Regions from separate parts of the Danio rerio genome. Here all the other regions are linked to region 1. The links are chromatin contacts, called in public Hi-C maps. All regions are on one chromosome and are shown on one strand. The core of a region is the stretch at or near the end of the contact, and the rest is flanking DNA. Distances in the headings are between cores, read along the strand shown. Region 1 has its middle 2.9 kb from the start of trnaq-uug. Region 2 holds the start of tle2b (TLE family member 2, transcriptional corepressor b). Region 3 overlaps tle2b (TLE family member 2, transcriptional corepressor b).

The links. Hi-C and Micro-C count contacts between places; a contact is called where the count stands out from the background.
Region 2: a contact with region 1 is called in a Hi-C map of an unstated tissue, with 2.8 times the contacts expected there. The contact joins the promoter of tle2b here to the enhancer-like site in region 1. A contact is called at or near these places in 3 of 18 Hi-C or Micro-C datasets (caudal fin, hematopoietic stem cells and an unstated tissue) and 1 of 4 datasets of contacts at active chromatin or transcription factors (caudal fin).
Region 3: a Hi-C map of an unstated tissue shows a contact between it and region 1, with 1.9 times the contacts expected there. The contact joins two enhancer-like sites. A contact is called at or near these places in 2 of 18 Hi-C or Micro-C datasets (caudal fin and an unstated tissue) and 1 of 4 datasets of contacts at active chromatin or transcription factors (caudal fin).

What each region holds. Positions count from the first base shown.
Region 1 is chr22:21,455,747-21,458,663 of GRCz12tu, reverse strand. No RefSeq gene overlaps it. Among named protein-coding and RNA genes, the nearest start is that of trnaq-uug, 2.9 kb to the right of the region's middle. Within about 2 kb of position 1,388, at least 17 of the 62 cell types and tissues checked have an H3K27ac peak or open chromatin away from gene starts, as enhancers often do.
Region 2 is chr22:21,637,985-21,640,901 of GRCz12tu, reverse strand. It overlaps tle2b (TLE family member 2, transcriptional corepressor b), which reads left to right and starts at 1,457. Exons shown (of 28, transcript XM_073937810.1): 1 at 1,457-1,571.
Region 3 is chr22:21,610,979-21,613,895 of GRCz12tu, reverse strand. It overlaps tle2b (TLE family member 2, transcriptional corepressor b), which reads left to right. Exons shown (of 28, transcript XM_073937810.1): 2 at 1,212-1,508; 3 at 1,781-1,891. Among named protein-coding and RNA genes, the nearest start is that of tle2b, 27 kb to the left of the region's middle. Within about 2 kb of position 1,390, at least 48 of the 62 cell types and tissues checked have an H3K27ac peak or open chromatin away from gene starts, as enhancers often do.

The sequences.
Region 1 (2,917 bases), core at 139-2,638:
TTCGGGTTAGTCCCTTTATTAATCCGGGGGCGCCACAGCAGAATGAACCACCAACTTATCCAGCACGTTTTTACGCAGCGGATGCCCTTCCAGCTGCAACACAAGGGAGAACATGCAAACTCCACACAGAAACGCCAACTGAACCAGCCAAGGCTCGAACCAGCAACCTTCTTGCTGTGAGGCGACAGCACTATCTACTACACCACCAGACCACCACCAGACCACTATCTACTTCTATCTACTATCTACTTCTATCTACTTCTATCTACTTTCACCATTTACCAAAAAAAAGTAAAGTGTTTTGTCCACTTTACTATGGAATATATTCATTCATTCATTCATTCTTGTCAGCTTAGTCCCTTTATTAATCCAAGGTCCCCACAGTGGAATATATATACATAAATTCTTAAATGTACAACGAAAAACGACAAACTCTTTACATTTTTTTAAATTATATATATATATATATATATATATATATATATATATATATATATATATATATATATATATAATTTTATACATTTAATTATTTCCATTTTATTTATTTCTACTTTCATTTGTGACAATAAAACATCAAAATATGAGTGAAATTATGTTCAGTGTTGTTCAGTTTTAGAAAAACAAATCTGTAAAAATGAAACAACACTTATTTTGACCTGTATTTATCAAAATAAATCAAAGAAAATTACATTTTTACTATATTTTAAATATTTAGCTGGCAAATAGATAAAACCTAGCAATCTGAAGGTCATTGATTGGCCCAAGGCCCACTTTTAAAAAACCACCCCTTTAAATTTGCGTCTTTTAATGTGTCGTCAAATATTTTGTTGTTCTAAATCTGCCTGCCAAGATATTGTGGTGTATAAACGAATGTTTCCCTGAATGACATTTCTCTATAAAACAGTTGTATTACTAATTACTAATTTTATGCTCAGAGGAAAAAAACATTAAACAAAACACATTCTAACATATGAAAAACAACCTCTCTAAGTGTGACACTAAGCACTCGACTTGATCTGCTAATTATCGCAATGTCTACTAATGAAAGAATGTGACCTTGCTATGAATGTGCTCAAGATAAATATAAAACTGATGACTCATCAGCTTTTAAATAAATATATCAGCCATAGAAAAACTAATGAATGAGCAACAATGAAAGTCTATAGCGTAGAGTGTGTCTCCAGGCCAGAGTGGAGGTGACTGACGGCTAGACAAGACTGTGCTGTTGTTGTGATCCCCTCTACACACACACAAACACACACACACACACACACACACACACACACACACACACACACACACACACACACATACACACATCCCTCACAGACAAGCCTCATGTCAGCACGGAGACGGCAGGCTGATTTATTGGATTCTCCTCCCTTGGGATCCTCCAATTCTCCCCCCATCCATCCATCCATCCATCCATCCCTCCTCCTCTTTCCTGCTTTCCCCAGGGGGCAGAGAAGGGGTAATGACCCACATCAGCATCCAAACACACACACACACACACACAGAAACAATTGTTCAAGCACATTTGCACCCTTCACAGGATATCAAACCTCGAAATTTGAAATTCCATCGCAGCAATTATTCAAGCCATAATTAAGATGATTCATGCTGACAAAAAAAGATGCTTCAACCTGAAAGCAAGACGGTGCATTTGCATATAGAGATAAGTCTGCTATTATCATAGATGTATTAATTTTGTTGTTGAATGCATGTCAGTTTTGTCTTTATTTGAGCCCGTTCGTATCCAATGCTGCATTTCTGATCAGTTTTTATGAGTCAGCAGATTAACGGATTCATAATATCGCCTTTGAAACATTTTACAATGTTGTAATTTGGTTGCAATTAGGTAACGTTGTAGTAAAAATTATTTAAATAAATTCTAAAACATTTTTACTATTGAAAATTCATTCATTTAATTACCTTCTCGAGCTGCCATACTTAAATATATTGTTATTAAAATTAAACATTTTCCAAAAAATACCATCACAATATTTGGTATTGCGATATTTTATATTTTATTCTGCAATAATTGTTGCGATATGAATACAGTTTCACAAGATGGTTTGAATAGTTTTCTGGGACGTTTAACAGTATGCAGGTACATAAATTTAAAAAATCACAATGCAAAATATGATTTTCTTATGCTTTTTCTCATTTCTAGACTAAATATCTAAAGATTCTTAGATTAAGAACTTGTTTTGAACTTCAGAAGACATAAGCTAAAATTAAGAGTTTTCTTTAAAATGACAAGCTAAATTATCTTCCTGTGGGATAATAATAATAATAATATTATATAATAATATAATAATGATAATGTTAAAAAATAATAATCATTTTTGCATAAATCGTATAAATTCTGTATAAATACAATAAATAAATACAATAATTAATTTTTGGCTCATGTTCAACTATAATCCAGACTCAACATTGCATATCTTTGCTATGTGACTATTGCAGATGTGCACACTGCGATATCGATGCTAAAACGATATATTGTGCAGCTCTAATACCAATATTATATAATTTATAATTTATATACAATTAATTAATTTATAATTTATATAATTATATAATTTGTTTTTACCAAAACTAAACCACAGCAAACTGCAACTTATAAAAGATGCTGTATACAGGTGTCAAAATAATGTAATGATGTCTAATATAAATAACGAAAGAAATGTTTCTAAATACAAAACCAATACACAACCATTTGTTTGTGTGTGTGTGTGTGTGTGTGAGCTTGACCAGCCTGGTTTAAGCTAGACATAGCTTGTTATAGCTGGGCTTTCAGCCTGATAGGTTGGTCAATCTGGATTTAGCTGGTCATCTCCCAGCCTGACCAGCTAATACCAGGGTGGAAATGGCTGGAAACCTGAAAAAGTCAAAACAACCTTTAAAACCA
Region 2 (2,917 bases), core at 208-2,707, 180 kb before region 1:
TGTATATATTTTTTCTGTAACATACTTATGTAAAAAACAAAAAGTATTAACATAAAGTATTTTTAAATTATTTTAGGCATCAAAATGGGACATCTTGTCTTTGCCACATCAGCATCACCTTTGGAAAATTTGGACTGCAAAATTTGACACTTAATATCTTTTTATGATGTTCATTTTTACAAAAATACTTATAGAAGATCTGAAATAATGTCGGTAAAAACACAAATAAATACAGACCTAAATATATGCTTTGGTAATTAAGAAATTTTGGTAATGGAAAAAATCATGTGTAGTGAACCCATATAGAGCATTATTTCTTGTTAATTTCAAGATAAAAAAAATCTTGACAAAAACAGAAAATAATTTGAAGTTTACTAATGTCTTTTGATTATGATAATGTGATTCATTAACTTACCATTTTTAATTGCATTGCTGTTTAAAAAAAAACCCTAGAAACTAAATTTTCATTACTCCAAGGCAAAAATAAGTTAGACTTTAAGTCAGTTACACAGTAAAGATATCATTATGATATCATTACTGTACTGAGTGAATGGTTTATGAAAGTGAAATGTTCTTTAAAGGTTTTTTTGCCTTTACATTAGTAGTATTCGTTTATTTATTTTAAATGATGGTTTTAAGAGTTAGCTCAGGGGTGTCCAAACCCGGTCCTGGAGGCCTGGTGTCCTGCATATTTTAGTTCTAACTCTAATCAGACACACCTGAACCAGCTCATCAAGCTCTTTCTAGGTATACTAGAAACTCACAGACAGGTGTGTTGAAGGAAGTTATAGCTAAACTATGCAGGACACCGGCCCTCCAGGACCGAGTTTGGACACCCCGAAGTTAGCTTTTTTGCATTATGGTATTGAGTTTGCTAGTTTTTGTTTTTAAATATTAATTAAGGCCTAGTTCATGAAACTAAAGTCTTTTTTTTAATCAAATTTCAAATCAAATACAAACTACTGTTAAAATCAGTAATTTATGCCTTTGCATTACAGAAATGAGTCAATGCTGTTTAGAATTAATGTGGGTTTTGTTAATTTTTATGTTTGCCAATTAAAATTAAATTTCAAATTAAATTTCATTACATCACAGGCTAATTGTCAATTAAATTATTTGCTCTTAAAGTAAACTTTTGAACAGGATAGTAAGCAAGGTGAGGTGACAAACGTTTTTCATGTATAAAGTATTAAAATCATAATTTTATCATCACAAATATTAAAATCATTTGCAAGTTATTCTTGCACTGATTAGATGCACAAAGAAAAACCACCAGAGGATTTATCAATTCGACGTCCACTAGTTAAAATATGTAGACGTTCAAAACAGGATTTTCCGTTATCCGTGCAGTTTTACTACAGAAAAGGATGTACTTCTCCTTCGGTTTAGAGTTGGCTAATGTTTACCAGTCCTCGTCGTGTTGTTTTTATCGTGATGTTGAAGATGCGGAGCTTTCACTCAGTCGTGCCAGTGTGATCTTCAGTGGCGTTTTTTTTTCTTCCCGCGCCTCTCCCTCGTGATTGTGGTTTTTGAATGACAGTCTGCCCTTGTCTCGGTGTTTTCAGCTGCTGGTAAAACCTCTTTCTCTCTCTTTCTGTCTCAAAGTCTCTCAGGATTTCTCTGGATCTGAGCCTAGCGCTTAAATAAATATGAAAGTGGCCTATATTCTGTCAGAACGCTGTTAGAAAGGCAGGCTTTTGTTTATTTCGCGTCGCATTCTCGGCGTTTAGCACAATGATTTTAATGCTTAAAAGCTGTTGTGATCAATTTACAGAGCCCGGTGAGATCAAGCCAGCTTTAAAGATTAAAATGGATGAAGAGATGTAGGCTAAAATAAAGTTGCAAGCATACGCGTTGTAAAATGGGTATGTGTCCAGATGACATTTAGCCATCTAAAAATCAAATGGGCTACAATCCAATTCAGAAGCCTCATCAATGGGTTGTGTGATATTCTCACTAGATTCTCAGTAAAGAAATGGTATTAAGAAAATAGTATTGTATATAAAAAAAATGCCTAAACATTATTTTTACATGTAACTTTTTTTAGATAAAGGCTTGTCACTTTAAAGTTTAAATTATTTACATGATGGATTAATAAAATGCATAATAAACCTAACAAATAATGCAACAAAACTTAAAATAGGCTCAAATGAAACATGAAAATACATGAAAAAAGGTTAGTGACCTGACATTTTCTGCTGATGTCGGCAGGTTTCTTGAGTAGAGGATAGGAAAATACACATGTGAAAGGGTGATTATTAAAAGACGAGCGGCCATTGATTAATCATGATAATCTCTCTCTCTCTCTCTCTCTCTCTCTCTCTCTCTCTCTGTGTATGTCTTACTGTGTGATAATGGAGACACATCCAGCTGTAGTTTATTCATGTGGCCTGTCAGTCCTTCTCTCTCTTCATCCATCTCTCCTTCTCTTTGTTCTGTTCCTTCAGGCTTGCTCCAAACTCATCATCTCATTGTTCTCGCTTGCCTTTTTTTACCCCATCCCTTCTTTCTTTCCAGAGAGGGTCAGCATAGTCATCTTTATCTTGCTCATTTTTCTTTTTACCCTCTTGTCTTCTGATATCTCTCTTGTTCGCTTCCCGTTGACTGAGTTGAACCATGGGAGAGAAGGACTGTCAGACTGTTTTTCTAATCCTCCTCTCTTCTCATCCATCCACTCCTCCTTTTCTCGTTCTACCTCTCCTGTAAATAGAAAGCACTGCTTGGCCGACAGCTCTGAGATTTGAGAGCATTTATCTCTGGAAGAAAAAGAAAAAGAAAAACATCCCCTAAACCAGTGGTTCTCAAACTGTGGTACGCGTACCACTAGTGGTACGCGGGCTTCCTCCTAGTGGTACGCGGAGGAATCGCCAAATAATGAAATAAACAATTAACATTTTTAATCCCTTGATGTGAACTA
Region 3 (2,917 bases), core at 141-2,640, 160 kb before region 1:
ATATATATATATATATATATATATATATATATATATATATATATATATATATTATTTCTGTTTAACAGAGAAAATATTTTTTTCAACACATTTCTAAACATAATAGTTTTAATAACTCATTTGTAATAACTGATTTATTTTATCTTTGCTATGATGACAATTCATAATATTTGATTAGATATTTTTCAAGACACTTCTATACAGCTTAAAGTGACATTTAAATGCTTAACTGGGTTAATTAGGTTAACTAGGCAGGTTAGGGTAATTAGGCTATTTATTGTATAATGATGGTTTGTTCTGTAGACTATCAAAGGAAAATATATAGCTTAAAGGGGCTAATAATTTTGACTCTAAAATGATGTTTAAAAACTTAATAACTGCTTTTATTCCAGCTGAAATAAAACAAGTAAGACTTTCTCCAGAAGAAAAAACTATTATCAGACATACTGTGAAGATTCCCTTGCTCTGTTAAACATCATTTGGGAAATATCAAAAAAAGAAAAAATTTAAGGGGAGGCCAATAGTTTTGACTTCAACTGTTTGTGTGTGTGTGTGTGTGTGTGTGTGTGTGTGTATATATATATATATATATATATATATATATATATATATATATATATATATATATATATATATATATATATATATATATATATATATATATATATATATGTATGTATGTATATATGTATACACATTTTAAAATATACAAATGTTATATTAAATATTTAAGTCCTTACAATGTAGTAGGCTAATTATTATGTTGTTTTTATTTTATTGTGGAGTATATCTAATTTAACTCTAAATATTTTAAATATTAGGCTTTTGTAGCTAAAAAGTACAATATAAAGTCCCCCAAATGCCCTCAATACTATCCGAGTTATCTTCACTGTATTATTTACAGTGCACTAGATGTTCAAACCATCTAACCTAACAAAACAGTATTGTGGAAAATAATAAAGATGAGAGCTATTATGATTCTCTTTATTTTTGTTGCACAGATGAAAAAGTCATAAAGGTCTGGAACAGCATGACAGAATAATGATGACAGAATTTTCATCTGTTTAATAAGCAATCTGCTCATTAATTTACAAGGTTATCATAGAGCCACCATGACTCACCAAATAAAGAGAGTGTTTATTTGTTATTTCGACTAATTGTTCGAGGCAGTCGACACTAGGTGCTACATGTTGATCATTTTTCATTTGCAGTCATAGGTGATCATTTCTGCTGCGTGATTGGCAGATGGGGGCGCGAGCGGCGGGGGTGCGGAATAATTGGAACTTCAATGCCCACAATCCCTGAAGACTGCACACTGCCCTCCTCACGCACCCCAGCCAACCAGCGAACGCAAACGCTGCCATTGGTTGGTTCTTGCCTCGATGTCAAGCTCCAACGTGGGTCCCTGCTGGTTTGATTGGATGGAACGGATGGGTCGTTACAGCCAATCAGCGTAGCGCTGGAGACAGCTCGACAGCCGCGAAGTTTTAAGGTGGTCTGGAGAAAAGGTGAGGGGTCTGATTTATCTCATGTAATTCACTCTCTTGATATTTTAATAGCGTGTTTTATGTATTAAACACAAATAAATAGTGGAGTCATTAAAATTATTTATTTCGCGACATCGTGGTTGGTTTTTTCCACCTTATTTTCCCGCTTAAAAGCTGACAGGACTCTCGCCTCAGATACGGTTTAATGGCTTTCTACAAATACAGTTTGTAATATGGTACAGTATATGTCCACCTGCTACTAATGTGTTTTCTTTTTATTTTGAACTTATTAGGACAAGAAATGTTTTCATGACATTGTTTGGGAACGAATCCCATCTGGTGCTGCACTGGATCAAATATGAGATGCTAAACTCGATTTATTGTGGAAAATTGTGCTCATCAAGGTAATGACAAGCCATTTATACCATAGTACAGTTGAAGTCAGAATTATTAACCCCCTTGAATCATTAGCCCCCCTGTTTATTTTTTACCCAAATTTCTGTTTAACAGTGATTTTTCCCATCACATTTCTAATCATAATAGTTTTAATAACTCATTTATAATAACTGATTTCTTTTATCTTTGCCATGATGACAGTAAATAATATTTTCTAGATATTCTTCAAGACACTTCTATTCAGATGAAAGTGACATTTAAAGGCTTAACTAGGATAACTATGCATGTTAGGTTAATTTAGCAAGTTATTGTATAAAGATGGTTTGTTCTGTAGACTATAGATGAAAATATAGCTTAAAGGGGCTAATAATTCTGACCATAAAATGTTTTTTAAAAAATAAAAAAACAGCTTTTTTTCTAGCCTAAATAAAACAAATAAGACTTTCTCCAGAAGAAAAAACATTATCAGACATACTGTTGAAATTTCCTTGGTCTATTAAACATCATTTGGTAAATATTTAATAAAGAAAAATAAATTCAAAGGGGGGCTAATAATTCTGACTTCAACTGTATGTAGTTAGAAATAGGATAAAAATATGTAAATGTACCTACTTAGTCCTACTTATGTTACTGAAACATAAACATGAGTAGCATTAGCTTTGTTTGTTTTTATTAGGAGTAATGTACATGCAAAGAGCTTTTTAATATTCTCTACTGCCTCTCCTAGTGTACAGCATATTTGTTTGCGTGTTTATGTGCATATATGGGACAGAAATGTTAAAAAGCCAGAATAACTTCAAATCAAATAAAGTACTGGTATTTAAAAATGCAGCTGACTTCATGGAAACTTGCAGATTGAGCAGCATATCTCCTTGAAAGTGACAATGTTTAATTCCTTCTGATGACCTGAAACCTACAATTAATCTGTATATAAACGAAACATGGCAAAGGGAATGGGACAACTGCATAAATAATAAATTTCACGAAATTAGCCCAGAAATAAATGAAAGACACTTTGCAAATTATAATTTTGA